3 separate regions of the Mus musculus genome follow, and regions 2 and 3 are each linked to region 1. The links are chromatin contacts, called in public ChIA-PET and promoter capture Hi-C maps. All regions are on one chromosome and are shown on one strand. The core of a region is the stretch at or near the end of the contact, and the rest is flanking DNA. Distances in the headings are between cores, read along the strand shown.

What was found. Promoter capture Hi-C pulls out the DNA fragments that hold promoters and counts their contacts. ChIA-PET counts read pairs in DNA pulled down with a chosen protein or histone mark.
Region 2: a contact with region 1 is called in an RNA polymerase II ChIA-PET map of memory CD8 T cells, with 11 read pairs. The contact joins the promoter of Dido1 here to the promoter of Ppdpf in region 1. A contact is called at or near these places in 1 of 484 Hi-C or Micro-C datasets (B cells) and 1 of 115 datasets of contacts at active chromatin or transcription factors (memory CD8 T cells).
Region 3: a promoter capture Hi-C map of pre-B cells shows a contact between it and region 1, with 7 times the contacts expected there. The contact joins the promoter of Ythdf1 here to the promoter of Ppdpf in region 1. A contact is called at or near these places in 4 of 39 promoter capture datasets (hematopoietic stem and progenitor cells, liver and pre-B cells), 3 of 484 Hi-C or Micro-C datasets (CD4 T cells, muscle stem cells and natural killer cells), 4 of 115 datasets of contacts at active chromatin or transcription factors (astrocytes, embryonic stem cells and memory CD8 T cells) and 1 of 9 other capture datasets (liver).

The regions. Positions count from the first base shown.
Region 1 is chr2:181,185,567-181,188,857 of GRCm38.p6, reverse strand. It overlaps Ppdpf (pancreatic progenitor cell differentiation and proliferation factor), which reads right to left and starts at 1,611. Exons shown (of 5, transcript NM_001356427.1): 1 at 1,404-1,611; 2 at 1,122-1,193; 3 at 972-1,049; 4 at 758-854; 5 at 354-676. The coding sequence starts at 1,176. The coding sequence ends at 559.
Region 2 is chr2:180,700,450-180,703,740 of GRCm38.p6, reverse strand. It overlaps Dido1 (death inducer-obliterator 1), which reads left to right and starts at 1,639. Exons shown (of 16, transcript NM_175551.4): 1 at 1,639-1,780.
Region 3 is chr2:180,919,306-180,922,596 of GRCm38.p6, reverse strand. Ythdf1 (YTH N6-methyladenosine RNA binding protein 1) reads left to right here and starts at 1,661. Exons shown (of 5, transcript NM_173761.3): 1 at 1,661-1,913; 2 at 2,261-2,285. The coding sequence starts at 1,887.

The DNA of each region.
Region 1 (3,291 bases), core at 362-2,861:
CTCCTATGCCCTCTGACCTAGAGGCTAGACTTCCTGTGTTTGTAACCCTCTTTCAGTCTGAGCTAGTATCCCCAACCTTGGGGAACCAGCCGTGCAGCAAGTAGTGGGGAGGGCCTGACCCAAGATCACCCACCAGGTTCCTGTGTAGGAACTGAGAGCTCCCAAACTCAGCCAGAGGCCCAGCTTCCCCTGGACTGTCTACCTGGGGCCAGGCCCACTTGAGAGGGTATCTCACCAGATGCAGGGGTATCACTGGGAAGGGTCTCAAGGAGCTGTCAGGAAAGCCTGGGAGCAGTATAGCATCCAGCAGGAAGCAAGGCTGGATTCAGTAATGTTTCAAACATACCAGGGGAGGGTGGCTGCTGTGAGTTTATTTTCTGCTTTGTGCCAAGACACAGTTATGGGGTCAGGAAAGTTCAGTGCTGTGAACCAAGAGGGGGCTCTCTCCAGCTTCTACTGGTTTCTCTTGTTCAGCCTTCCTAGTTTACAGGGAGGGTCGAGAGGGTAGGCACTGGCCTAGCACCACTTCAGCTTGGGCAGGCTGCAGATTCTGATAGGTCAGGAAAGGTCCCTGGGGTTGGTCTGGCCAGAATGGATGACTGGCTGCTGCTTCATGGTTTCAGGAGTCAGGCCACAGGTCATCGGGCTTCTGGAGACCTGGGGGGATTCTGCCGAGCTGTAAGGAGAGCATAGGTCACTGGGTCGGCATTTGCTTTAATTGGGGCCACCCCCACAACCACATGGAAGATGGACTCACCGCTCAGGAGACTCCAACACTGTAGTCATGAACGGGAGTGTGGATTTCCCGAAAAAGAAGCTGGCCCACCAGTGGCCCGGGTCGGCTTTGGGAAGACCTGAGGAGCAAAGGAGGGTCACGATGGGGTCAAGTCCTTCTCCACGCTACCCATCCCCCACCCCACTCCGCCTTAGGACGTGAACTCTGCCCTTCCGCTGGCTGGTTCTGCACTTACCCGGGGACTGGAGCACGGCGTCCCCAGGGTACTCGGCACTTCCGCCGGAGCTGCTGCTGGACGAGGAGCCCAGGCGTCCTGGGAAGGGGAGGCGGGTCAGCCACAGGGCCCTGGGCCAGCCCTGGGCGGGGCTGGCGAGGGGCTACTTACGCCGATAGTAGTCATGGGTAGCCACGAGCGAGCCGCTGGAAGGGATGGCTGCCATGCTTCAGGACCGAGGCGCTGCGGAGACGAGAGCAGAATGTGGGCCCTGGTCACCGCACACCGGAGGGTTCCCCGAGTCTCCCGGGTCCTGACAGTGCCAGGTTTCCAAGCGGCTCCAACCAGCCCGGTCCGGCTGCGTGGTGAGACAAAGGGGCTTTGTCTGCTCCTGGCCCCAAGAAGACGCGCCTCCCCCACCCCACCGCCGGCTGCCTTCGTCACTGCCCTCACCTCGGCGGAGAACCCCTTCCTTGCAGGCTTCGTTTTTAGGCCACCAGGGCGCTAGGCCGCGGAGCCCATTTGCAAAGATAACCCACGAAACACCACTTTAGGACCCACGCGCGCTATGCGCACGCGCGTACTTAGTAGCTTTCCTGCACCGCAAAAGACGCACCACTGGGAGGCGGGGCGCGCGTCAAAGCCCCTCCCGCTTCACAGCGGGCCCACCCATGAGACTTTTGAGCTCCCCTGATAGACCAGAAGTAGCACGAAGTGGTCCCGCCCTTCCCTATTAGACTCCACCCCGAGCGGAGCAAGAATCCACCCTACCTTCTGCAATGCTAGGTTCTGCAAAGTTCCACATTGGCCCTAACCTCCTTGATCAAACATCTGTGGTTTCGCTCCAGTCGAAACCAGCTCTGCTGCTTTTTTCCTGCCTGGTTCGGACTCGAACCCGGATAGAAGAGGTTAAAGAATCTCATGTGCCCCTCAGTCTGTGCCACCCTCTCGGATGTGGTCTCATGTAGTACAGCCTGTTTGGTGTTCTTGTTCCCTTTACTTGGGGCTGCCCGCTGCTTTCGCTGGTCCCCGCAGGCTTTATTTTCCACGTACCTCACTCCGACCCTTGACTGAGTGGATCTGTTTAACATAAGTAAGCACAAGCTGTTGCCGCGCACCTCCCTACCATCGCAATCTCTGTTTTCTGGGCTCACTGGATGGTGCCTGGAGCCCCCAAGCGGTCCTGTAGGGAATAGCCTGCCCTTGGTAAGCTGAGGAGCTGTCTGTCTTTCAAGTCCTGACTCGCATTGTTGTTCATCATTCCCAACCTGTGTTCTGTTTGGAGAGGAGTGATGGAAGACAGACGAAGCCTTGGGGTCAGAGAGAGCTCTAACAGAGACAGTCTCTAGTAGCTTCCATTGTTGGTCGGAGACTCATGTTTGGGGGGAATCAAGTTAGGGCTGGCCAGCATGCCCTGCCCACCCTTCCCTTCCTCAGCAGCCTGTGTTCTGTCAGACCGAGAGGATCATGAGCCAGCTTCGTGCAGCATGCTTCTCCTATAACCAAAGATGCTGGACTTCATTGGAGGCTCAGGGAGAACCGACTAGGCTGAGGCTAGTAGGATCCCAGGAGGAGGCTCTTGTGTCGCCGAAGTCTCAAGGCTGCTTGGCTGGGACCCTTTGCTTGGATTTGTTGAGACCTACTCTGTGCAAGCATTGATCCAGGCTCGGGAAAACCAGACAAGAAATGGTCCAGTAGGGGTGCTGGTTTAGAGATCATAAAGGAGATGGGTAAGGTGTAATGAAAAAGAGGTGGGGGCAGTTGACATGACAGCAGTACAAGTGAGTAAGGCCACTGATAAGGACCGTCCTGGTGACACCAGGAGGGTGAGACTTCTGTCTTCATAGTGTTATGTACTTCAGATTCTATGACTTACCCTGAACTGTCCTGGTCAAGTACATGGGCATCTCCAGTGGTTATTAGCTATTTCCTGTAGTGAAAATTCCCTCTGAAAAGAAAGTAAAGGATATATGCCTAGTTCTATTGCATCTTCTTATGCCTGCTCTTTTCTGAAGGGAAAGAGAGGAACAATGGATCTGGGGAAGATGGGAGATGGGCAAGGTCAGGGAGAAGGAGAAAGGGAGGCTGCTGTGGGGATGTATTGCATATGAGATGAGTGAAAAATAAAACCTCCCAAGAATACAAGGACTTGCTGATGATTGCACACGCCTTTATCCCAGCACTTGGGAAGCAGAGGCAGGCGAATCTCTGTGAGCTCGGAGCCAGCTTGGTTTACAGAGCTAGTTCCAGGATGACCAGGGCTACATAGAGAAGGCCTGTCTCGAAACAAACAATTACAAGAGAGTTCCAGGAACTCACAAGAGATTTACCAACACTTGCC
Region 2 (3,291 bases), core at 390-2,889, 490 kb after region 1:
TATTTTTCCTTTGAGACTTCTCACAGTGTTTCCCTGGCTGTCTTGATTGGTTTTTATTTGTTTTTGTTTTGTTTTGTTTTGTTCTAAGTATTTCACTCTGTAGCCAAAGCTGTCCTGGAACTCAAAATCTTCCTGCCTCAGCATCCTCAGTGCTTGTAATACAGAGGTCACTACACCTGGTTACAAAGTCTGTAAATTGCTGGGGGTTTTTTGGGCTTTTTTCTGTGCTGCCAGTACCTTGTGCTCTCGGTATTGTGATGGTTGGTGTTGGGTCTCAGCTGTGTATGGATGTAGCACTGCCAGATAAAGATCTGCTGCAAATTGGACCCTGCTGTTTTTAAAGTGAAATCGAAGACTGGTGCTTTACTCTATTGCCCTCCGTGCAAAGCAGCTGGTGATTTGTTATCGGATTCTTCAGTGCTGTGCAAGTAAACGCATTTTATCTAAAGTTAGCTGTTACAGATTACTCCATGCCTAGCATGGCCCTAGGGTGGCTCTGGGTTCCATCTCCAGCACTGCACATAATAAAATGAACTGTAAGTTAAATGTTGGGTTTTAGTTTTTTATATTTAAAAATGTTTATTTAATGTGTATGAATGGTCTGCTTTTATGTATGTGTACATGCAGTGGGTGCCTGATGCCTGAGGAGGGCACTGGATCCCCAGAACTGGAGTTGTTTGGCCGCTTGTGGATGCTGGGAACTTATTTCAAGGGCAGAGTTGAGTAATCAGGGTAGGCTCCTCCTTGACTAGAATCTGAAAGGTGGTATTGAAGGATCTCACCAAGGGAAGCAGAAGCAGCCTTCTACTGTACTGAAGGAAGCCCCATGAGCTGTCATGTAATCTTGGGAAATGTTAGAAAGAAAACTACTCAAGACCTGGGCTTCTGAATGGAGCATTGGAGGCCTCTACAATGTGAGAGAGGCCTTACTAGACCGGAGCACATGTTTGTTACAGGAAGCCGAAGTTAGAGTCCAGAAGAATGGCTTCCTAGCGTTGTGTCTGTGTGCTTACATAAATAAGAAGCTGGTTGTATGGGGCAAAGCTGAGCGTCTATCCCGGCATTAACTGCCCTCAGAGCAATGTGGCTAGTGTTCACGTTGCGACCTCTTTCTGGTTTCCTTAAGTAATATGGGGGACAGTGAAGGAATATCACTGTAGTTAGCGCTAGGGGGGGAAATTCTTAAATGCCTTCGTGAGGGGACTGGGGGTGGGGCCCTTGTAGGCACGAATGCCTGGACTTTGGCTCCTGGTCCATTTTTAGGAAGAAATGGACGGGGCAAGGAGTAAAGGATAGTATGAGGGAGTGAGTCCCTGTAGGGCTGGCGCCCCTCCCCGCTCTGCACACGCCCTGCCATAGGCGAGAGCTGCAGGGCTTTGAGGTTTTCCTGGCTCCTTCCCACCGGAATCCGGTGCTGGTTTGTTCCGAAGCACCAGTCCCTGCAGACACAGAGTTTAAGCTTTTGGAATGCTGGGCCGGGTGCTGTTCAAGGATAGCTGGAGGAACCTTTTAGTGGCATTGGCTCCCAGCTTAGCCCCTTAGTTCGGGACGCGGGAATCTGTCAAGCGTGCCCGGCCAACCAGGCTGGCGCTCCGGGGAACCCGGGTGGCGCATGCGTGCAAGAAGGGCGGCACAGCCGCTCTAGCCTCGCCGTAGCTCGGTGGCCGGTCGATTTCTTCCGCTTGCCGCGCGGCCTACCACTCTAGGACGGTAGTCTCGCTGGTCTCTGCTCTATATCCGTGGTAGCTCTGGAAATGGCTGCGGGATCCCGGCGGCCGGGGTAAGTGACTCTGTACTGTGAAGGAGGGCGGAAGCCGTGTGGACCCGAACGGCACTTGGACTCCGGACAAGGTGGAGCGGCGCCATGCCGGCAGCCTAGTTCCAGCGAGCGGCGCCGATGGCGCCGAGAAAATGGCGTCGCGGCCCGCGGGGCCCTTTCCGGCCCCGGGCTGAGGGATCGCGGTGGAGCGCGCGAGGCCGGCCGGCCGGGCGGGCGGTCTGCGTCTGGTTTCTGCCGAAATCACCGGTTGTCTTGTGTAGTCCAAGATGGTCTGGGTCTGGGAGGCTGTGGAGCCCTTGATTCTGAGTCGGAGTTAGGGGCCCAGCCTCCCGAGGCCGCAGGTTCTCGACACTTGCGGTAGGGCATTCGTGGTAGGACGTGACTGGGCCTGGGCGCGAATTTGCGGGTGTACGAGCAGATATCTCATGGGGGACTTCGGGGAAGATCCAGCCTCAGCCCTGTGTAGGGCCTGGGCGTTGTCTGGGCGCTCATTGCCTCTTGCCAGTGTTGGTGGCCAGGTGTGTGTTAATGTAGATTGATCTCAACAGTGACTCTTGAGTAAGAGGCCCTGGGTTTGATTGGGAATGTTGTGTATATTTGATTTTCCACAAAAGGATGCTCCTTGTTACACTTGTCAGGCAAACTCAGTTGTGTAAGGATGACAAACAGCACACAAAAAAGATTGTGTAATTGATGACCCCTGCCAGCACTCATGACCAGCACTTTCCTCCTGCCAATCAGTGCATGTGTAGCATCATAATAGCTTGTTGAGAACGTGTGCTAGGGGACCTGAGGAGAGCTCAGGTAGGTCTTGAAGGCGAGGTGGGATGTCTTCCTGCCTTCTGTCGTTCGCAGAAGTTTTCTACTGTCAGAAAAGCTCTCTGTACCTCTTCTGGTAGGTATTGTCTTAATAGGCTAAAGAGTCTTAATTCAGTCAGTGCTGAGCACCTCAAGTAATGATTTCTCTTCAGCATATGAGTACTGTCTGTGCCAGGCTGTACACTTCTGTCAGCACAGCATGTTTTACCATGTTACACATCTGCCCTTCGATACTAGGTGACTTCGGTTTAACCCAGAAGAGCAAAGATTCATGTTGCACTTAGATCCTTACATAGTGATCCGTGTTGTAGAATCTGTTTCTTATGCTCAAGCCCCAACTAAGAAATTGTTGCTGAGTGGAGTCTCCTTTAAGTCTTAGATGACTGGGTCCTTTATAGAAACCCAGTAGTCTCTGAGGTTTTGTGTTGATTCGGTTACAAAGGTTGTGTGATTTGCAGCCAGTGATAGTGAGCTCTTTGGAAAGAGGAGGTCAAAGCCCAAAGTCTGAGTTGTGCTCATTTGTTCTGAGTGTGCAGGCTCGCCTGTGAGACAGAACATGTTGACAAGGCTTTAGTTTATTTTCTTAGTGGTCATTTTGAGACCTTTATAAGGGAATGTGAGTGGGCAATTTACATAGTTTTAAAGACTAATTCTGGCCGGGCAGTGGTGGCACACGCCTTTAATCCCAGCAC
Region 3 (3,291 bases), core at 412-2,911, 270 kb after region 1:
CCTGGAAGAAAACTAGACACCCAGAAAGTATGGAAGGGCAGGGTATCCAGAAGGAGGTCTGCTGCAGGGAGGTTGTTCATTCTCAAGAGGGCATTCATAGAGAAGGGGCTGTCTCATTTGAGCATCTGTGTCTGTCAGCATGGATAGGTGTCCTCACGGCTGGCCTTCATAGGGCCAGCTGTTGAGTGAACCAAGCCCAGCACACAGCAAAGGCTTGTTCCAGCCAGGTGTTACTTGAATACAGAGCTTATAGCCTCTGGGCTCCATCCATCAGCTCTTCAACAGAAACTTCAACCCAGCTTCCCTGGAGGACATCTAACATCTACAAAATGGCTGACAGCTGTGCCCTTCAACCCAGTGATCCACCTGCATGTGCCTCGCTCTGGTGTCCTCCTATTGATGATGTGCATCAGAAGCTAGGACATTTACTACAACAAATCCAGGGACCAAACATGCCCCAGAAGGGATGTGTGGATGCATCTGGGGTTTGGTCCCTAGCAATGTTCTTGCAATCACATGATAGGTCACAAATTTGCCTGTTATTCCAGTTCCAGGCTATCAGACACCTTTTCTGACCCTTCACATTCACCAAGTGCACCTATAGTGCACATATATACATGCAAGCAAAACACTCATACAAATAACATTTATTTTAAAGGGGCTGGAGAGATGGCTCAGGGTCAAGGTATAAGAGCATTTACTGCTCTTTTAGAGAATCTAGGTTCAATTCTCAGCATCCACTTTGGGGTCTGAACCATCTATAACTCCAGTTCTGGGGTATCTGACACCCTCCTCTGGCCTCCTTGAGCACCAGGCACACATGCAGTGCATAGACATACATGCAGGCAAAACACTCATACACATAAGATTAAAATTAATAAATCTTTTTAAAATTACATTCAAAAGATTTGTTTTATTTTATGTGTGTGTGTGTGTGCCTGCTTGTCTATATATGCATCACGTGCATTCAATGCCAGAAAAAGAGTTCTGGAACCCCTGAGACTGGAGAATTGTAAGCCATCATGTGGGTGTTGGAACTAGCCCCAGGTCCTTTGTAAGAACAGCAAGTAGTCTTGAGCACTGAGCCATTGCTCTAAACCTCAAATAAAACTTTTTTTAACGACGGGAACAGGGAGGAGGAGTCTGTGTGTGGTAGCAGGTTCACTGAGCAAAGAGCTTGCCTGAAAGTGAATGGCTAAATGGCTAATGGGGTGAGTTCTTTGTTGGAGACTCTTTGACGGATGAACTTTCCCCACGTGGAACCCAAAGGGGGCCGTCTAGCTTTCCTCAAAGTCCTCTTGTTTTTACCCTGGGTGATGGAATCAGGTACAGAATCTAACGCGAATACTGGTTATTCTGGCACACTCCTGTCAGGTTCATATTGTCACGGGGCAGGCTAGGAGGCCAGCCCAGCAGCCACAAAACTCTGGGACAGGTGTAGCTAAACTACAACCTCACACCGTCTCCCCAATAGGCGCCGCCCCAGGAGCCCCACGTGACTCTCGAGTCGCCCCGCCCCATCCGGTCCGGTCCCGCCCCTCCAGCGCGAGACTGAGTCCCAAGCGCGAAATCCTGGGCGAGGAGCGACGGTGCGCAGGCGCAATGGTGGCGACTCGACGGCGCTCCCGGCCTGCCCCGCGCGCTGACGTCGCGTAGCTTCGTCCCAGCCGCCGCGGCCGCCATTGGAGTCGGCGCCCCCTCAGCCTGTCCGCTACCTTCCGCTGCTTCCCGCTGTTCCGGCCCGCGTGCCTACAGCTGCCGCCGCGCCCGGCCGCACCCGCGGAGTTGGCGGCGGGGCACGGGGCCGCGCGCGGCGTGACAGGCCCGGCCTCGTGGGAGGCCCGAGCCGGCGGCGCCCGGGTCCCGCGCCGCGCTGTTCATGAAGCATGTCGGCCACCAGCGTGGACCCCCAGGTAGGGGCGTCTCGGGACCACGGTCACGAGAGCAGGCCGTGGACAGGGCAAGACAGGTTGCGGTCTGGGCCGCGCCGGGGACCTGGAGGCTGAGCTGGGGTTAGGGTGCGGGGTCCGGACTGGGAACAGGGAGGCCGGGTCGAAGATCTGAATACCAGGCCGGGCCACGGTTCTGGGGTCCAATGGCGGGGTCGCTGGGCTTGGCTGTGATCAAAGTGTGGGAGATCTGGAGGCCCGGTCGGGGTCGGGTCGCCCTCCGGGTAGCGTTCTTTTCGGATAGTAACTTTGTGTTTCCTTTCCCGGGCTGGGTGGTGTCCACCCGCATATCCTGGCCTGCGGCGATGCAGAGAACAAAAGGACAAGATAATAAAGGTGAGGAGAGTTCCGGGAAGTTGTCCGGACTTGAGAGGAGAACGGGGCAGCGCCAGTCCGTGTGGACAGAGAAAGTCCACCAAGCCAGCCTGGGATCTGAAACTTAGTTTCCTCCCGTAAGCTTGGAGGAGATGAAAGTTTCTATTTCCGGGGTACTTGACAGATTGGAGGGGAACTAGAAAAATAAAGGCGTACCCGGAGTAGTTCAGATAATATTTTGCAATTTCCCCCTTGACCCTGCCAGAACAGTTACCTGGTGGGGAAAGAAATGGTGATCAGACGGCCTCGCAGAGGTCTGAGTGACTGACTGGTCCTCTGTTGCTAGGTAGTGGATGGCTCTGGAGGAGAGTCAGCCAGCTAGCTGTGGATCCGGAGGCCCTGCCCTCCATCCTTAGCTATAGTCATTGTAAGTTTATTGTTATCTCCTGTGATATTCTGGCTTGTAATAAACTTCCAAAACTCTTATGAGAACTCCAGAGTGACACTAAATCCTGGGAAGACTGTTTTTAACCAGTGCATGTTGTTGTTACTTGGGTGTAACCAAATATGGCTCATCGTGTTTTAAGATTGGAAAAGGCCCAACACTTTATTTACCATTCCTTTCCTTTCCTTTCCTGGCTGTGCACTGTAACAGTGGAAAGTAAGTGGAGAATCAGATGATAGTAAGCTTAGGTTACAGCCCTTTCCAGCTGAGCATCCTGCCCTCAGATCTCTGCATAACTAGGCTCTTAAAGCATGTGTCCGCTATTTGCCTGGAGTAGAGTATTGGATTGGAATAGGGAAACCCTGGGTTCGGTCCCACCTTGGGGCGGGGGGTGGGGAGGGAAATCACAAAACTGGCTCCAAGTCTGGTTGCAACAAAATGACATCTGACCGAATTATGATTATATTTTTACTTTTAAAAAAAAAGGAATTTAAGAAAAGTTGTGCAATGCCATTTAACTAGTCATGTAAACATCAGCTCTCTATAGAGTGTGCCCATTTTGAAAGATCATATCTGCTAAAA